Linked DNA regions of Bombyx mori: region 1 is linked to region 2. The links are chromatin contacts, called in public Hi-C maps. All regions are on one chromosome and are shown on one strand. The core of a region is the stretch at or near the end of the contact, and the rest is flanking DNA. Distances in the headings are between cores, read along the strand shown.

Region 1 (6,118 bases), core at 1,950-4,449, 290 kb before region 2:
GGGATCGTTCACAAAAAAACAATTACTAAATTGGGTTCGCACGATTTTAGTAAAAGTTGTTCGAACAACTGTACTACGGGTTTAACCGTCGACCGTTGTTTTCATGTTTGGTACTCTTGCCTAGGTCTGAGAAAAGGATAAAGCGCGAGGAGAACACGACAGCCGATAAAGGCAAGCCGTTGTCGTCGTGGAAGTACAGTTTGCAAAACAAGATCTTTTTTTTGGTTGATTTTGAAAGCCTCGTGGGTGTAATATTCGTTTATAATATTGATCGGTTAGCGTTTTGAAGTTAGACAGGAAATCTAAACACTCGATCTTATTACTTTATCAATAACCACGTTAATTTTATGCTTTTGGACGTTAGACATAAAGTGTTGTTTCCTTTTTTGTGAACTGCAGAATTGAATAAGCATTACGGAGACCGCAAACTTTAAACCGACCTAAATAATATTGCTCATATAGTGTGAAAATGTATACGTAATATATAAACCAACTCATAACATGTAATTTTATTATAATAAGATGTTTACTCAGAATGTTACTACTGGTCAAATTTTAAGTAAATTTAAATATTTCTTAAAACGAATTATCGCAGCTACTTATCGAGGGGTGAAAGGTTATTAAGCTACATTAATCTTTGTAATTGAAGGTCCGTTTTATTTGGTATTAGTATCAACAATTTCATATTTTTAATTGAACTTCAATTTAACCTTACTCCATTCAGATAGCTGAAGAAGTTTTTTTGTTATCATTTATTTTCCAAATTTTAAACTTTAAATGGCTTCCCTGTAAAGCTGCAACAATGTCGCTAAACTTTTCACCCGTCGAGACGTGCTGCCCTATGGCTAAAGTGGATCTTGTTTTGCAGACGCACTGTTAATAAATGTCGAACACGAACGTTAGAAGCTTTGTCTCCTCATTTGCTTTACAAAACTACGCTAGAGGAAGTGTCCCTCAGAATCGATGTTTTGTTCACGCAATTTATTTTCACGTTCTATCGATGTTTGTGTTTTTGGAACGAAGTTCCTTATCGCGCGTTGTGAAAGGGGACTAGACGGAAAAAATTCTTACGAAAAGTTGTCACGACACTTTTTAGATCCGTCATTCTGACCAATCAACGTGTAGGCGCTTATCGCGTGACATTGCTCGTATCCGATTGGTCCGCGTATTCTCGAGATAGCGTTTCAACAATAGTAATTTAGTTCATAGTATTGTTTTTTTCTTCTTCATAATGCCGTAATTTATTATTATAACTTTAAAAAAAAATTACAATTCCTTCACTAATTAATCGAAAGGAACTTCGTTCCATCCGGGTGTCCCTTGACACCTCTGAAGTTTTTTATTTACGTGCCGCTCTAGACGTCAGTCTTGTGCTTTGGTGTTTTGATATTGACACGAGAGATGATGGATTTCCGGAATCCATCATTTCTGGTTGAGAATATAAAACTGGCGAATTGAGTATTGGATGTCGCTGCCGAGACAAAGTCTTGTTTGCGTTGGTCGTAATAATTATTTTAAAAGCTTTAAAGCTGTTGATTAAAATACGTTGATTTTGTCTTGTGTGCGTCGATTGAAAATTTCACACAAACTTTAAAGTTCTGGCTTGTTGTTTATCAAAGAATTTAATTCTACTGGTGGTAGAACCTCTTGTGAGTCTGTGCAGGTAGGTACCACCGCCCTGCCTATTTCTGCCGTGAAGCAGTAATGCGTTTCGGTTTGAAGGGTGGGGCAGCCGTTGAAACTATACTTGAGACCTTAGAACTGTTATCTCAAGATGGGTGGCGCATTTACATCGTAGATGTCTATGGGCTCCAGTAACCACTTAACACCAGGTGGGCTGTGAGCTCGTCCACTCATATAAGCAATAAAAAAATTGATAAGTTTTTGTGAAGTTTCGGCTGAATTCAGTTAAAAAAATGAGGCATGATTTAAAATGGCATTTGGAGAATTTGTATCGTCGAGGGACGTTGACGAGCTCGCCCTGCGCAGGTTCGACTGGTGCGGGTGCTCGCCGCCGCACGCCATGCGGGGCCGCACGCCGCAGCAGGCGCCGCGCCCGCAGCACGCCCGCCCCGACTACGGTCAGTGCCGCACGCACCACGCCGCCAGCGACATCTGTCGCCCGCGGACTTAACGACTAACCGATGTGACGACACACGTGCTCTCTCACCCTCCGCCACTACTCACACTATCCAACTGTGAACACGGTGTGGTCCCCGCGCGACACTCGCACACTGCCACTCATCCCTTACTAACGCTGCCGACCCGCGCCCGCCCAGCCGACGTAGGACTTGGCTAGATCGACCTCTGCGTGTCTGATTAACGCAATTCATAGACAAACCGAAGAAACGTTTCACTCCCTAAAACTATATTTAGAAGGGCTAACTGTATAACTGCACCGATCATTTAAACGACATAACATTACTTACAGCTTGACCCCCCCGAACCGCATGCTTTTATATCTAAAACGTCATTTGAACGCAACATTTGGAGTTGATGTACTTATTCGGTTTCAGAAGTGTCTGGTAGTAGGGCACGGTGGTGGGCCGCGTCGTCTGCTGACGATCCGAGTTTGTAATTGTTGTGTGTGTTACGAAGAGGACGTAGGCCATGCATGTAGCTCCCGAGCGGAGGGGCCCGCCCCCCTAGCTTGTAAGTTAGCGTTAGTATAGCTTAGCCTCTAAAAGGCCTGTGTTGTGTGTTTATAGATTATGATTACGACTATTACGGATACGGTGATTACCGAGGTGGCTACAATGAGCCGTTTTACCGGTACGATGAGTTCTATTTTGATTACGCGGGGCCGCCGCAACCGTCCGCCGTCCGCCAGCCTCCCAACAGACCGCAGCCGGTGGGTCCCCACACACACTCACTAATGTTATCACTTATTTACTAGTCACTAGTCGCTCCTCGCTCTACTCATCATTGTTCTATTGATTTATTTTTTTTGAGTTGCCAAATTTTTATCATCAATAGTTTAATTTTTTTCTTTTTAATGATTTTGTTGAATCCTGTCCTCGAATGGAGTTAGTGACTCGGTAAAACGGTAGTGTGTAGGCCTGACGGTGGTGATTATACTAAGGCGGACGGACGTGCTCGCGGGGGCCGCGGGGGGCCACCATCAGGTCTATATGGCTGAGGCCGCTCCGACTAACACGCCCGTCTCCCCTAGCGCTTCGTGTCCGTTGACATTCCTCGTTGGCACCGCTTATCATCTCGCCGCGCTTGTCACCACCATGTAGTAGTGCTTTGCTTTGTAAGTGACCCCCCCAGCGTCTCCGTCGCTCGGAACGCTTGAATAACACTAGTAATGTTGTTGCAACGTTTGTATTAAGAAGACTTACTGACCCGCTTGGTGAATGCCTCACTCAGGACGACGAGCTCGGCCTAGGAGCCAACTCACTTTACTACGACCTAACCGGAGGCACTCAGGTACCGACAGAACTGAATTATTCCAAATTTCTTATTATTCTAATTTTTTATTATTATAACTTAGACTAGCGTTCGGGGAACTTTTTTAATTATTAGCCCAAAATATTTTTGTGTAAGTTAATATTACCCTGTGGCAAAGAACAAAAAAAACGCAATCGCTTCTTTTTAGCATCTTTCATATTATAGACCCCATGATAATTATTAAAAAAAATATTATTTTTTCGTTTCATTTTATTTCGTTTCATCGAGTTTGAAATCACGATTCTAAAGAAGTTTCACTTCAATATATACTTTCTACTCACAAAAGCTTCATTTTTACCCCCCAAAATTTCATTTTATCTCATTTGGGGTAATTTACCCCGGTTCCCCGACCGCTGACTTAGACGAATGTTTTATATGTTCCATAGATTGGTAGATTATGTAAACTAAATAGTTGCATAGAAATAGGTACCTGATTGTTTCGTTCAACCGTTTTTTTTCTTGTAAAAGTATTTGGTAGTTTTTTTTTATTCTGGTAACGATATTGTGTTGCCATGTTTAGTAATTTTTTTTAGTAGTTATAATTGGAATTTGGTGCTAAGTATCTAGAAGGAATTACACAGACACGGACTTAGCGACGATTAGCGTGAAACTTATTACGCTACGGCATGTTGTAGAGAGAGCATGTAATATTTTTGAGGAAACTGCCGAGAATATCCAATAATCTTAAAAGTAGATGCCTTTACAGGATTCTTGGAACTGAATTCTGGCAACACTTTTACTAACGAAAAAAATGTCTGAGGTTTTTGTCCACTCGCGCGATTCAGATAAATGTGTGTGTAAATGCTTGCAAAATTATGGCAGAAAATGTCGTAATTGTTGATGTGTGACCGCTTAATTTGCGTAATGATCTATAGCACTACTGTTATCGGTCGTTTTAAATATCACTAACTAACATACAGGGTGTTGTAACTTTACGCATTAACGAAGAGTCCCTTCCCTTCATCTCACACATTTGTTTTATCTGACACTTATCACACGCTTTATTATCAATGAACGCAATAATATATAATATTACCGTACACTATACAAAGTTTAAGAGTGCGGGTTACTAACAAGCCTGGTTTTGGACCGATAATTAAATTTGCGAAGACTATTATCGTTGCCAGCCGAAAGTCGACATTAAAAATGCAGTTAGTGTTGCCGTATTTATTTTTATTTTCGTATTATAGGAATGTAACCGTTAAGTAGATAATAGATTAAAATGCGTATTTTAATTAGATAGAAGGTATTTGAATATTTTTAGACGATGCCGACCATTTTGCGTTACGTATGCGGGTAGCTGGTGATTTTGATGTCGCGATTGGAACGTCACTTGTGAATGAGGCTTTACAGAACATATAAGAGTTTGTTTACTTAAAAAAAGTAGGGTACAATAGTACTATAGTATCGGTGACTCTACAACGCCTCTAAATAAAATATATCTGAATCGAATATATAAAATTCTCGTGTCGCGGTGTTTGTTGCCAAACTCCTCCGAAGTGGCTCAACCGATTCTCATGAAATTTTGTGGGCATATCGGATAGGTCTGAGAATTGATCAACATCTATTTTTCACACCCCTAAATGTTAAGATGGTCCACACAAAAAAATTATCCCAAAAATAATTTATAGGTTTGGCAAAACAAGGTTTGCCGGGTCAGCTAGTAATTCTAAAAAGTTCAAAGACGCAATGAGAACCATCATATATCTCGTCGTATATTTAGTACCTATAACTAAATTAAGGACTTTATTAATGAATTACCAGAAGGGGGGGAATGTGGTTTTGGTTCAACTTCCAGCTCGCTCCTGACTCTATAAGCCATTATACGGTTCAACGGGATGTCGGACTTATACAATAAATAGCTTATACTCTTAACGAAACTCGAGGAGCAAACTATTTATTACTTTGAATAGTATTTCTTGATGATGCTCATTAACGATTTCGTTTATTATTGAATTTTACTCATGAGTGTTGAGTTGTTCAGTTCTTCGTTATATTTTCAAAAACATACTCTATGGTTATTTCATAAATAACTTGTCTCTGACCAAATTTTTCGGTAATGTGCGGTTTTGTTATGAACACATTCGCCATTACATTATGATTATTGTACAGACTTTTTATTATTTTCAGCTAAGGAAAGATTTCAAAAAGTAAAGTTTGATCTAAAAATCCTTTCTGCAATCTTTTACGGGTCCATGTTGCTCGATAACTTAGTTCAACAAGGAAACTATCCGTTTTAAAGTTCGCCTACAAAATGCTGTTTTAACCGAATGCTTGCCAAATTGTCCCTAATATTTTATTGGTCGTCCTTGTTTTTTTTTATTGCCCGAGCAGGCAGGCAAGCATACGGCCCATCTGAAGGTAAGTGGTCACCGTCGCTCATGGACATCAGCAATGCCAGGAACAGAGTTGAGCTTCTGCCTACTGCTGCTCCATACAAAGATACAGTTAAATTATCCAAACCACGAACCGAAGAAGAACTATTTTAACAAAGTCACTTGGTTTAGTTTTCCGTAGAAGGACCAAGATCGTGAATCCCCCGGTTCAGTTTGTTTTCTTTATCTACCATTATTACGTTTAGTGGAACTTTGTGTGTCGTATCAACTATTACTGACCTCTATTTTTTTAAATTTGAATCACATCTCATATCTATACCTACGTGATG
Region 2 (6,232 bases), core at 486-2,985:
AAAGGCAGCCATCAAACACGAAACCTATAACATTTGTATTACAATACTCTATTTCCATGAAATTTATAAAATTTTATTTTTATTTTAACCGTTTTCATTTTTTGTTAGTATTTTGCAATTCGAATCAAACAGTCAATATACCTTTCTATTGTCTTGAGAGTCGATGTCAGCGCCGGCTGCGTACAGCATCTCGACAACGGCGAGATGTCCGCCGTTAGCGGCGAGCCAAAGGGGGGAGTTGCCTTTCTTGTTCTTTACTTCGACGGCGGCTCGCCTGGATGGACATTCAAGGTAACAATTATTGTTTTTAATAGTCGTAAATTACTCAGTCGTAAACTACTCATGATCGTGAAAAATACTAAATGTTCGAAGTATCCAGAGGTTTACACGACAAACATCGTGTAATAAAATGAAGGTCGCAATTTGGTGCAATCGGTGATAGGGTTTTTATGAGCTCGCACAGGTAGTAAGTAATGTCGTCGTGGCCTAAGGGATAAGACGTCCGGTGCATTCGTATTAAGCGATGCACCGGTGTTAGAATCCCGCAGGCGGGTACCAATTTTTTTAATGACATACGTACTCAAAAAATGTTCACGATTGACACCCACTGTGAAGGAACAACATCGTGTAATAAAAATTTAACCCACAAAATTATAATTTGTGTAATTACTGGCGGTAGGACACCTTGTGAGGCCGCGCGGGTAGGTACCACCGCCCTGCCTATTTCTGCCGTGAAGCAGGAACGCGTTTCGGTTGGAAGTGTGGGGCAGCCGTTGTAACTAACTATTCTGAGACCTTAGTGATTATATCTCAAGGTGGGGTGGCGCATTTACGTCGTAGATGTCTATACGCTTCAGTAACCATTTAACACCAAGTGGACTGTGAGCTCGTCCACCCATCTAAGCAAAAAAAAGGCTATCCTGCTCGTCAGCGACGAAACATTCATGGCTTTTGGTTTGATGAGTCAAAGCAATCTTCAGCAAAGCGAAAGGAAGCTACCTCTGCAGCAGCAGTTCGACGAACTTGGTGTGTCCCTTGTCTGCGGCGATGGTGAGGGCGGTGTCCCGGGAGGAGGGCACGGGCGGCGCGTTGACGTCAGCGCCCTTGTCGAGCAGCACGCGTCCCACCTCCACGTATCCGCCGCTGGCCGCCTCCATGAGCGGCGTGAGGCCGGTCTTGGCGCGGTGCTCCACGTTCGCTTTGCGATCCAGCAACAAGCTGACGACCTCATGTCGACCTGCACAGCGAAATTGACAATGTCCAAAACATTTCAAGCTTGTTCAGTACAAAATGAATGTTACGATTTTCATGAATGGTTCCTTGTTTAGAGTCGACAAGCCCGCTTTTTGAGTTTACATGAGATTTGATTTCGAGCCCACCTCTAATTCAGCTAGCTACTACATTAGGAGGTACCTTGGAAACAAGCGAGGGTGAGCGCCGTGTTCCTGTTGGTTTCTATCTGCGCATTAATATCGGACCCGCAGTCGAGAAGGAGTCGCACCGCTGCCGTGTGACCGTTCATGGCGGCCAACATCAGCGGTGATATACCCAGTTTCGAGCCAGTGCGAGAATTGATTTCCGCCTGAGAAGTTAAGGTTTAGTTACGGAACTTTTGTCATTACATTACAGATAATAATGATTTCCAGAGTTCCAGCGCATCACACTTACCTGGTGCGTGAGCAGTAGCCGGATGATGTTGACGTAGCCCCCGGAGGCGGCCAGCGACAGTGGCGTGTAGTCGGATACGTTGCGGTGCTCCTTGTTGGCGCCGTGGCTGAGGATGAGTTCGACTACTTCGTAGCGGCCGCCGCTGCACGCCAGCGACAAGGGAGTGTCCTTTGTGCGTTCCGACTGCGCCTCGATATCTGCGCCGTGGTTCAAAAGGATCTCGACGATCTTCTCGTGACCGGCCGTAGCCGCCAGGATAAGTGGAGTGAAACCCTAAGTTTGATACGTTGTTTAGTTGAATATCTAACTGAATTGAAACTGATAAGATCAATATTTTTTACTATACTATATTTCAAGTCACGATACAAACTACATTTAAAAATTCATCCTAGTCGATTGTCTCGATTTTTTTTCCTGCCTATGCTGATACCCTTGAGAGGCTATTTCAGCTTCACCCTAACGTGTGTAGGTGAGCTCACGGGGCTCAAACCGGAGTGTTGCTAGCACTGGGCCTAGCAAGAGCCGTGCTTCGCAGAATCTATCACCGGATCGGAAACGCGACCCACTGAGAAGATCCGGTGAGAAACTCAGTGGGCTGACAAAGTCCAGTAAATATTGGGTTATTTATATGTGGTCGCACCTTCTTGTCGCGATGCTCGATGTCCGCCCCGCGGGACAGCAGCAGCTCGACGAGGTCCTCGTGGCCGCCGGCGCACGCCAGCGTGAGTGCGGTGTCGTGGTTGGAGTCGGTCTCGCCGTCCACGTCCATGGCGCAGTAGGCGGCGGGCGCGGGCGCCGCGGGTGCCGCCGCCTCCCCCACCCGCGCCCGCGCGCCCCCGCTGGCGCCTCCGCCGCGACTCTGGATAACAATTACATTATTCATTTTTCCATTATTGAGACGATCCGGATTTTGAAATGTTAACGTCACTTGCTTTGATTTCATCATTTAAAATGTTTATAAACCTTGACAAAAAATAGTTTGTTCAATTGAAAGTATCTCTCAGATGTAATTTGTTCTTCAAAATTATTAAAAGACAGTAGCGTCACGGTCGAAAGTTTAATGCATATAATATAACACCGCGCGATTGTTATGCATCACTACCTAGGTAACTACTTGTGGAATGGGATCCCCAGGTGCGGGACAGTTATGTAAATTATCCAGAGATCTAAGCTAACCTTTTTCTTGCTGGTGGGATTGGCGTGGTGGTGTTCGCGCTTGGCGTGTTGCTGGGGTGCTGTCTGCTGCGGATGCCGGGGCTGGGGTTCCGTTAACGGAGGGGTGTACGACGACGATCTGTTCATTTACAATATATGTTTATTTTATTTAGTGTAGTAATACTTTTTCGACACCTTTATTGCTCGTAGTAAAACTCAAAATTGGGTAATTACATAACACAAAACTATATCACATTATTTGGAAGGACATTTTGCCAGGAACCTTATCTAAAATTCTTCGACTTTGACATAGTGGAATCTACAGGTTTCGCTAAGTGAACTAATGTGGCAACTGTGGAAATATTTCAAATGGTACTACTCTATAAATAACAAGAAATTGCGCATTATTGCATACCTATAGTCGTCATAGGGAAGGGTGGGAGGTGGAAGGGCGAAGTGCTGTTGGAGGTCGGGGGGCGGCTGCACATCCTCCTCCGTCCCCCGGGGCAGCGTCGTCGGCTCCAATGCACCGGACGGGGGTGACCCGCCTACCCGGAACTGACAGCCGTTGTTCTGCTGTTGCTGAAACAAATATGTGGCCATGCTTATCATTTATGTCATTGTTGATTTTATTAGTAACTAGCGCATGATGTGAGCGCACGAACCAGTGGCACTGTACCGAAAGGCTACACTTTGTGCGACAAGGTAATCATTGATCGAATAACGGCCGCCGCACACGGGCCACCGACCACAACCACAAAACGCCGCCACTGGTATATTTCCTGTAATTTTCATACATTTTATATTGACTCGCCGCACACAGTTCACGCCGGTGGCCGCCACACGCTACATATAAAATGTATCAAAATTACAGGAAATATTCTGGTGAGAGTGTTTTGTGGTTGGCAATGTGTGCGGCGATCCTAAATGTTTTTCCAAAACAATTGACACATCTATAGTGGGCCTCAAGACCGGCAGCATCAGTCGATACGTCTGTAGCAATAATTGAACACAATCTATGTATATATAAAAATGAATTGCTGTTCGTTAGTCTCGCTAAAACTCGAAAACGGCTGGACAGATTTGGCTAATTTTGGTCTTGAATTATTTGTGTTAGTCCAGAGAAGGTTTAAAAAGTAGATAAATATGAAAATGCTCGGAATTAAAAAAATAATAACAATTTTGTTTTTTCTTTGATGTGTCCGTCGGACGGATTCCTTTTGTTTCTTTTAAGTTTATTTTATACAAAAGTTTAGGTCTTTTATTTATTGATTGAGGCACTACAGATCTGCCGGGCCAGCTAGTAAAAATATAATTTCAAGATTAAGATTGAATCGTTACCGGTACGTCGACGTGGTGGTGATGGTGGTGCCTGGTGGTGTAGTCGGTGGCGAGCGCCTGCTCGGCGGCGGCCAACAGGCGGCGCGCGTGGCGCTCCTCGCCCTCCAACCATTCACCTTCCAGTTCTCCACATTTACCAGAGAGAATCTCCTGAGACTTCTGCTGCATCACCTACACAAAGGATCGTTTAATAATTATTACTTTAATTTATCACTTTATCGGCTTTAGCAAACATCATGTTGAATAGTAGTAGCTTATTAGCTATGTATTTGTAATGTTATTTGTTTATGTTAAATTAAGCGGTGGCTTTTAACGCACTTTTTTATTTTATCTGTGTAGAGGAAGAGAGAAAAGCAATATATAGTAACTTCAAGCGACACGTTTCATTATAGTTCGAACAAATATAAGAATGTGTGTTCATAGGCTTATATAATTGAAACATACAATTATTATTCTATTCAAAAGACAAAACGTAGGCAATTGTTTGTTCAGCCAGAAGTTCTAAAATCTTAAATTTTAAAAGAGCCTTGTAATATGTTTGAGATGACTCAGAAGGCTATTTTTTTTCTTTCTCGCGAAACTCTAAGACTCGGTATAACATGAATAGCGTGATTAGTTTTTTAATTTGTATCAATAAAGAATCTGGTAATTTGCCTATTGTATTTTCGTTTGTAGCAAGTATTTATAGTGGGTTGGTGTGGCACTCGCCTGCAACACCAGAGTGCGCAGCTCGTTGGGCGGCAGCGCCACGAGCGAGGGCACCTCCCGCTGCAGGTAGGCCAGCACGGCGCCCAGCTCGCGCGGCTCCGCGGCGCCGCCCGCGCCCGCCGCCGGCCCGCAGCACCCGGACGCGCACTCCTCGCCGCCCAGCTGCACAACACGCACTCAAACATCACTCAAGGTATTTATGACCTCGTAACTAAGACCTTTAAGTCATGTCTTAAATTTATGAAAAATGATAATATGGAGTGAAATGAAATGAAGATGATTAATTTGAGACATGAATCAACTGGGATGAAATATAATCTGAGTAAAATGGTGGTCATTTACTGAGATTTTTTTAGTGGACTTTTTCGAGGATCCCGAGAAGTTACGTCTTTTTTTTTTTTTTTTTTGGTCAGGAGGAAATCGCCGGACTTCCGCCCTCCACTGGGGATAGAGGGCGGAGCATGTCAGAGTCGAACTGACTAAAACCTCCTGTCGCTCAACAACCAACGTCCAAACCTCGCATGAGACAGAACTCATGAAAAGGCAGAGGGGGGAAAGTGAAGCGTTTAGTGCGGAGCACATCTCTCCCATCACCCTCCCCCTCGGGACGCCGGACCGGCGGTCGTCGGCGCCACGACCACCAGCCCAGAAGTTACGTCTAGTGGCTTTGTTTCATTTTCCCACATTTGTGCACTTTCACAGATATTAAACAGTTTATAAACCACCATTACTACACATTTAAATCTGAAGAAACACTAAATAGACAAAATAAAACAAATCACATAACTTCACCTTCCCGCCAAAAAATCCATCACTCACTAATGTCGCGTCGATCGAATCAAATACATATATAGATGGTAGTAACATTAACTATCCTAATTTTTTTTTAAATTACGAATTTTGTCAATTTTTAGAAAGCACAAAAAGATAAAATTTTATCAATTTGTCTATATCAAATAAAGCCTTGTATGATTATTTTTTCTGTGTTTAGTTACACATTAATGAAATACCTTAGCTTTAACAACATGTAATTTTAGGGGCATCCGCTACAAGATGTCGATAGTTTCCATACAAAAAATATTTGTCTTAAAGTATCGCGTCAGATGGCGCCGTACTGAAACGTTAGTGCAGCCGTTCATCACAGCATACGTTACTACAGATCGTTCACCGTAAGTTGTCCCCTGCCGTGATGTTGGCACTATTGCTTGTCATTTTTGTCAATCTGTTGTTGTCAGATTGTTTGTTGTGACGTGTGCCGTTAGTTTTTGTGTTAATATTTAATATCCTTCAAATTAATCATGCCAAAGCCATTTAAAAGCAGTGCAAGAGAGATCGTGTTAAAGATTCGTGCCTTTTGTGA

Evidence for each region. A called contact is a pair of places that touch in the nucleus more often than the background predicts.
Region 1: a contact with region 2 is called in a Hi-C map of whole pupa, with 2.6 times the contacts expected there. The contact joins two enhancer-like sites. A contact is called at or near these places in 2 of 7 Hi-C or Micro-C datasets (middle silk gland and whole pupa).

Annotation. Positions count from the first base shown.
Region 1 is chr6:13,854,297-13,860,414 of ASM3026992v2, reverse strand. LOC101735454 (heterogeneous nuclear ribonucleoprotein Q) reads left to right here. Exons shown (of 15, transcript XM_062669163.1): 11 at 1,990-2,081; 12 at 2,709-2,851; 13 at 3,373-3,432. Among protein-coding and RNA genes, the nearest start is that of LOC134199069, 12 kb to the right of the region's middle. Within about 2 kb of position 3,199, at least 4 of the 8 cell types and tissues checked have open chromatin away from gene starts, as enhancers often do.
Region 2 is chr6:13,559,839-13,566,070 of ASM3026992v2, reverse strand. It overlaps LOC101746836 (ankyrin repeat domain-containing protein 17), which reads right to left. Exons shown (of 47, transcript XM_062669136.1): 20 at 4,873-5,034; 21 at 4,165-4,335; 22 at 3,239-3,405; 23 at 2,845-2,962; 24 at 2,309-2,527; 25 at 1,669-1,941; 26 at 1,414-1,582; 27 at 1,000-1,237; 28 at 142-274; 29 at 1-24. Among protein-coding and RNA genes, the nearest start is that of LOC134199068, 21 kb to the left of the region's middle. Within about 2 kb of position 1,735, at least 4 of the 8 cell types and tissues checked have open chromatin away from gene starts, as enhancers often do.